Linked DNA regions of Rattus norvegicus: region 2 is linked to region 1. Evidence: chromatin contacts called from public Hi-C data. All regions are on one chromosome and are shown on one strand. Each heading gives the region's core, a stretch centred on a gene start, on an enhancer-like site or on the middle of the called end of the contact. The rest is flanking DNA. Distances are from core to core; before and after follow the strand shown.

What was found. A called contact is a pair of places that touch in the nucleus more often than the background predicts.
Region 2: a contact with region 1 is called in a Hi-C map of Schwann cells, with 6 times the contacts expected there. The contact joins the promoter of Agap1 here to the enhancer-like site in region 1. A contact is called at or near these places in 3 of 12 Hi-C or Micro-C datasets (Schwann cells, frontal cortex and mammary epithelial cells) and 1 of 1 datasets of contacts at active chromatin or transcription factors (oligodendrocytes).

What each region holds. Positions count from the first base shown.
Region 1 is chr9:97,264,386-97,268,096 of GRCr8, reverse strand. No RefSeq gene overlaps it. Among named protein-coding and RNA genes, the nearest start is that of Sh3bp4, 160 kb to the right of the region's middle. Within about 2 kb of position 2,241, at least 16 of the 93 cell types and tissues checked have an H3K27ac peak or open chromatin away from gene starts, as enhancers often do.
Region 2 is chr9:97,486,018-97,489,640 of GRCr8, reverse strand. It overlaps Agap1 (ArfGAP with GTPase domain, ankyrin repeat and PH domain 1), which reads right to left and starts at 2,235. Exons shown (of 18, transcript NM_001401593.1): 1 at 1,504-2,235. The coding sequence starts at 1,666.

The DNA of each region.
Region 1 (3,711 bases), core at 992-3,491:
GAGCTTGCCACTTCAGCTAGACTGTCCAGCTACCAAATTATTCCTCTTCCTATCTTCACGGGGCTGGGGTCCCAGATGCACACTGCCATTCCCCCAAGCTTTTTCTCGGTGCTTGATCAGATCTTCGTGCTTACACATCAAACACTTTCAAGCCAAGTCCTCTCCCCAGTTCCTTAATTTTGTCTTGATAGCAACAGCCAGAGTGTCTAATTCGTCTCAATATACTTAATGTGTGTCCTAATAAAGGAGACGTGAGACCAAGTTAGTACTTGAAATGGCTTAGAAACCAGCTGGTTGCTATGTGCCAAACAGGCCCAAGTAATGCTTTTGTGTTTTGAAATAATGAGAATAACCAATGTTTGCCGCAGAATGCTAGACACAGACGAGCCAGAAGCAGAGGGGAGGGGGCTGCCTCCAGGGTGGAGCAGCTCATGCTGAAGGCTCACCCCGAGGTCCCCTGTGGCTTAGGTTTCTGCTTCTAGGCCCAGCCTTGCTGTGAGAAGTCCTTGTGGGCTTCCAGATCCATCTTGGCTTCTGTGGGTCCTGCTGTGATAGCTCTCATGTGATCTCCCTTGATCAGATCACAGCACAGTTGGGGTTAGTCTAGTCTTTCGCTTCCTGAAGACCTAAAAGCCTGGAGCACACTTCTCTTGTCTTCTTGAGAAAAGATCTTCTCCTGATCTTTTTGGGGGGTGGTTTCTTCCAGCGCCTCTCCTCAAGAAGCATCCCGGAGCTTCTGAAAAGCATCTGGTTCCCCTGCTGCACCCTGGGCTTCTCGAAGGACCTTGCCCAAGACCTTGCTGGAGCTCCAGTACTGAACTTTCACAATTCCAGGTTTATGCCCCATTGTTCACCTTCTCCAATCATAGACATCTAGTCACCAAGGAAGGATGAGTTTCAATAAGAAGTTTCCTCTCAAAACACAACTATCCCCAGAGAAGTCACGTCCTGGCCTCTCTAGACTTACTGGGGTTCAAGTTCACACTCTCTAGGGACCACTTGTGACGAAGCAGGAGGGAAGCCCCATGTAAATCACAGATTCTTAAACTGTAGGTCATGACCCCACACAGAGCCACGAAAAGAACGAATGTGGGGGGACACGAAAGATGTGGCTAGCGAAAAGGTTTCTGAATATTCGGTGGCCAAACATTAAATCCCCCTCAAACAGGAGTCTGTGTGGAGCTAGGTGGAAGGTTAATGCAATCTCTTTGGCCATGCTCTTGGCTTTAACTTCTGTAGATAACTGCAGTAGCCAACAGAGATCATCATCACTAGAACAACTTGGGGGGAAGTCACTTCCATATGCACCTTTGATGAGGGTTTAGGCTCAAAGCATGTCTCCTGAGAGCCCCTCACTGTGTCTGCCTCTGTCTTCCTTCCTTCCTCCCTCCCTCTCTCCTTTCCTCCCTACCTCTCTCATCTCTCCCTCCCTCTGTCTGTCTCTGCCTTTGTATCTCTCTGTCTCTCCCCCTGGGTGTGTGTGTCTTCCCTCCTTTGTCTTCTCTCTGTCTCTGCCTTATGTCTCCATTTTTGTCTCTCTCCATGTACGTCTCTGCCTTTTTGCCTGTCTGTCTTCCTCCTCTTTCTGTGTGTCTCTCTTTCTCCCTTTATAAAGTCTTTTAGGAGCTGGAGAGATTGCTCAACGGTTAAGAGCACCCACTACTCTTCCAGAGGACCCAATTTTGATTCCCAGCACCCATATGGCAGCTTACAGCTATATCTCTGGTTCCAGGGGCTCTAATAACCTCTTCTGGCCTCTATGGGCATAAAGGCTGCACAATACACAGACATACAAGCAGGCAAAATACATATACAAATTATATATATATTATATATATAATTTTTAAATGTGTATTTGGGGGGTGTGATGTCATGGTTCACAAGAAAAGGCCAAAGTCCTAGAGTCTGAGTCAGAGTCAGGGTTCTCTTCTACTGTGTGTGGTCAAGGCATCAAACGGAGGTCGTTAGACTTGGGGACAAGCGCCTATGCTCTCTGAGCCACCTTGCCAACCCTTTCTCTTTGTTTCTTCCCTCCTGTCTGTCTTTCATCTTCCATCCCTCCCTATACACAGGATCAGCATCCCCTTCCTGGCTGCTGACCAGAACATCACCCCGAGGCCACAGGCTGTTCAAAAAGGAGGAAGTTCTTTAGCAGGCTGCCTGTTGTCAGGGCAACTGCTTCCTTGCTAGCCAAAACATTCACTTAGCATCATTCTCCCTTGCATGGGTTTCCTGGTCAGACTTTTTTCCTGCAGTGACATCTAGTGTCCAAACACTGTGAAAAAAAATCCAATGATTTATGGCTGGCCTAGAGGACACTGTCATAGCAGAAGGTATGTGTGATTCTAGACCCTCTGAGCCCTTAGGGACCCAGGAGTTGTGCTAACAGGTGTTCAGGGGCTGTGTCAGACCCTTGCTTCATATCACCGCTCCCGCAGTGGCCCCACACCTGAGTCCTTGATGGTGGCTTCTTTGCTGTCTGTGCTGGACAAGAGTCTGTGCCTTGTCCCCAGTGAGGTTTGCCTTTTCCTGATGTCAGCAGCAGCTGCAGCTCCTCTTACAGGGGTAGTGATGGATGCAGGCATTGCCTGTGAAGACACCAGACAAACCCCCAGGCTTTCTCTTTGCTAGTCAGACTTCTCCAGCAGCCACAGACGGGAGGGAACAGAGTGGGAAGTAACACAGAATCCTCCTGGTCAGGCCAGGCCCTGAGTGGAATAACCCAGTCGTTTCCTACAAAGACCCAGATTGGCAGGAGATCAATCCAGAATGGTTCAACACCTGGATGGTCTCTGGGTCTCGCCCAGTTTGGGGAGCATGGAGCACCCCATCATCCTAGCTTTACCCACATGCGAATGCTTTACAGTGGCCACTGCTGGTGTTCTTGTTTTTTCAAGGTGACTTTGGAGCTGGTCTGTCAAGAATTGGAGCCACTGGCTTTCTACTGCATTCAGAATTTTGCTAAGGGAATTCCCTGGGAAGGGGACCGGGAAAATGTGCCAAGCAAGGGGACACCAAGGAGAAGGCAGTTGTGAGTGAGCACACAGCAGAAGTGTAGTCGGAAGTGGCAGGAAGGAAGTCAGGAATAACGAACGAGTCAAGCAGCACCAGGAAAGGAGCCGTCCTAGGATTTGAAAGTGGGAGCCACTCTGGGTATCATGAGGAAGTCTCTTTTTCCCTCTGGAATGTGGATTATCCTTTTCTTCAGTGTATCTGCATAGTATATGTAACCCATCCATTAATCTTTGTGATGGTAAACTCTGTTAATTTAACATAACCTAGAATCGCTGTGGATGAGAGAATCTCAGTGAGATTGTTTATATCAGATTGGCAGATTGTCTGTGGAAGGTTGCTCGATTGTCTTCACTGATGTGGGAAGACCCCTAAATGTGGGCCGTGCCTTCTGGTAGCAGGCCAGATAAAGAACGTGGAAAGAGAAGATCTTTGACTTTTTTTTCCTAATTGGCTTTCACTCTCACTGATAGGTTCATCTACCCCATTGCTGCTGCTGAGTCCTTCAATAATATTAGAACTGTCTTGAAGCTAATATAGACTGAAGACCAGCAGCTCTTAGAATCCCCCAGGCCTTTGGCACTGGATGGGAACTGCTAGTGTGTTGAGAGCGAGAGGCCACTGAGTAGAGAAGCCTCGGAGTTGATTCCCAACAAACTGCTGGATGGGTGATGCTGAAGATGGAGCTGGGGCTTTGGA
Region 2 (3,623 bases), core at 986-3,485, 220 kb before region 1:
AACACTGCAAGACTCCAATGCCACACAGAAGCCATGGTTCTTAATGGGTCTGGAAGCATCTGAAGCCACCACAGGCAACCGTGACCACTCAGGGGGCCCAGGTGCACTGAGAGCCAGTCCCTCTTAAGGATGGAGGTTGCCTGGACCCTCCCCTAGAATTACAATATATCCTGTGGAGAGTTAGTCAGCTTCCAGCCTGCCTGGGATGTGGTTCAAGTACACGAGGCTGCCAAATGCCAAGAGGATCAGCAACAGAGCCTCCACCATCTCCATCCCAGCAGCCAAGTTTTAAACCCAAACACTTCAGGGTTAGAAGTTCAGAAGGCAGAGGAGCCAAGCTTTCCTGGGGGCAGAGGCGTCTCACAGCAGGGGGAGGAGCCCAGGACGTACCTGCACCTGCTTCTGAACACACTCCTGCTGGACTTGGAGAGCTCCTGTGGTCCTCAATAGAGGCCTCACCAGCCTTTGGCAGGCACAGTATTATACTAGGACAAGCCACCTGCAGGCCTTCTACTGTCACTGGCCAACAGCAACTCAAGAGGACAGGCTGCTAATCTACTGGCTGAACTATGACACACTGCCCACTTAGATGCCACCTGCTCCCCCAGGTAAATGATGGCAGGCCCAGAGAAACAATCCAAGGAAACAGTTCAGGGACCTAGTAGGGGAGAAACGTGAGCCATTGGTAGTCCAAAGAGAACACAGGCCAGGGCAAAGCTGCCAGCTCCATCCTCCCCTGCAGCGATACTGCCCTGGCTGACACTGAGGGGTTAGAACAGTGTTCCAGGCAAACACAGGCTTAAAGACAGCAGGATCATTCACTTTTCCTCCTCTTGGGTAGCTCCCAAGTGGCAGGTGTATTAAAGTGCCCCCTTCAGCAAGAGAATATCAAGGTGTCCTGCCTCCCTAAAAAGGTTATACTTTGACTTTAATGCAAAACGCCCAGCGTTTGTACAAGGCCAGCCTGATCAGCAGCACTGGGACATGATGCTGCCTCGGTCCCATTGGCTTCCTACATGCGCCAAATCCAAATGCCTCCCCTGTATCCGCGAACTGGGAAAAAAAGACAGCCGTGAAGCAACTGAATAAGCTGGCCAGAACAGCACCCCCAGCAGCAGCGCTTCTCAAAACACATCTTCAACGTCCATGGAAGACGCTCAGGCCAGGCCTGATAACCTGTCATGGATCCTGTGGCGCCATCCCAAGCAGCTGCCCCCAGGCGTCTGCTGGGCCCGGACGGGACATGCGGGAGGCCCAGGACCTGGCGGCACCGTGCCACTTTCTCACAGGAGAGACTCCATTGTCCATTATCAAATGAACGCCGATAATCCATCTTCCCTGGCAGACTGGCCGGCCTTGCGGGACAAGAGGCACCGCAGTGCTCTCTCCGCCGGGCAGCCGCGTGTGTATACACGCAAACACACAAGCGCGCACACACCCCGCCGCGCCAGGGGCGCCCGCTCCCCCGCGCTTTCCAGAAGCCCCGGGCGGTCTGGCCCTCACCTTCGATGGCGATGACGTGCTCCCGAATCTGGTTCTGCAGCACCGGCTCCTCCACGCGCTCCAGCAGCTCGTAGATGGAGTAGATGTTGGGGTGAACCGACTCGAAGCGCTGGATCTCGGCCCGGATGGCAGCCGAGTTGGCCAGCTGCTGCTGGTAGTTCATGGTGCAGGCGCGGCGCCCAAAGCCGCGCGCCCCCCGTCGCCGCCGCCCCGCGCCCCGGAGCCCCGCGGGCTACCGAGACCCGGGGCGCCGCAGCCCCCGGAGAGCACGGAGCCGAGGAGGCGCAAAAAAGAAAGCCGAGGATGAAGCAGTAGAGGGATTCAGTTCATGCCAGGGACCAGCGTCCCGGGTCAGCGGGCCGTCCGGGGAGACCGCGGCGCCATGGAGCGCGGCCGGCCGCGGAGGAGGCTTGCTCGGGCGCCTTCCCGCGCCGCAGCCGCCTGCACCCCTACGCGCCGGCCGGCCGAGCAGCCATTAAAGCGCAGGCAGCGCCGCGCTGCGAGTGCCGGGGCCGAGGCCCCCGGGCAGTGGCCGCTCTGCTCCGGGGCGCACGGCTGCGGCTGGGTCCGCGCGCTTGTGAGCGCTGTGCTACCGCGCGCTCCGGGGCCCTCAGCTGCCTTGCGCCGTCCGCCGAGCCGAGACCGAGCTGTGGGCGCCTTGCCAGCCGCGGAGACCGCTCCGAGCGCCGCCCGCCGCTGCCCGGCCAGCCCCCTCCCTGGCACGCAGGGCTCTGGCCCACGTCGGCCCCGCCCCCGCCCGCGCTCGCCGCCCTCCGGCCGCCGCTGCGTCCTCCGCGGCGCTTCCCAGCGCGCCGGATCCCGGGGAATTGCGCCAGACCCCGCCCCGCGCTGCCTCTGGGCTTGCTGGGACTTGTAGTCCATCGCGCCGACCGGCCCGCGCGCGTGGGGTGCGCTCTGCGCTCGCGTCGCAGCGCACTGGGCGGGCCCCGCGGGATGCCCGGACGCCCCTAAAGCCTGCTGATCTGAGTGCTGAGAGCCCTGGGCCCTCTCTGTTATCCCCACTGCCCCGTGCCAGCCCCAGCGCCTCCGTACGGACAAGGTGGCGCGCGAGCCCGCCCGCCCCGCGCTTTTGTTTGTTTGCCAGCAGAGCGCTTAAGGAACCTCTGCGACACGCAGGGTCCCCTCCCCCGCCTGACAACTTTCTGCCTCCTTTTCTGAACCCAGCAGGCGAGTTACTTCCCTTCCCATGGGATACACGGGGTCCTGATCAAGAAACTGAACTTGAGGCGGGGATGGTAGGTGGGACGGGATTCCACGGGGTCTTCTAGGCTTCTCCACGAAAAGGTTGCACAACTGAGTTGTAGCCTCCAAGCCACAGCCCTCCGAGCGCTCAACACTACCCTACTTTAGCTCAGTCCAGGAGCTCATGAAGCTGGACCGCACTGCAGCTGAGAGGTCATCCCAACGTCTCCGAGTGAATTAGGTTGTAAATTTCCAAGAATTCAGGGTGAGTCCGAGGCCTTAAAGGTCCTAGATCAATGCACTGTGGCAGAGTCCCTGTCTCGCCGTGCAGGGGTGTTTCATAAACATTCAAATGTCCTGTGCCCTACCAGGTTCAAATGTAAGCTAATGGACAGCCCAGGGACCCAGGCAGTCTAGTTCTTGGCTCTTGGAACTCTTCCGGGTTCCAGTATTTGTCAGGTAGGTGTACTGTTCCGCCTTCCTTGTCCCTAACACAACAGAGGCCCTGACTTGTTCTGTGACTTGCCTCTGACTTTGCCCTTAGAGTGACGCTAGTAGAGATACTGGCATGTGGGTTCATCCTACTGTAAGCAATTCGTCCCTACTTCACCTTGAAACCCCAACTCTTTGTGAAGTAGTTCCAGGGCCTCCCCTGCTTCACATCTGGCTTCTCGATCTCTTTGGGGGTTCCTTTGTACTTCCCTAAGCTTTAAATATGGATGACCCTGGGACTAGTCCTTAGACCTGTTTTATTTGCCTCTCTTATGGCTTTGAATACCGTATAGAAGTTGATGAGACTAAATGTTCTGTCCCAAACCTATCTTCTTCACATCCCCCTCCTCTTCACATCCAACTGTTGGGTTGAACATAACTTTTCTCATGTTGGACATCCTGTAGTCTCAGCGCTCAAGAGACCG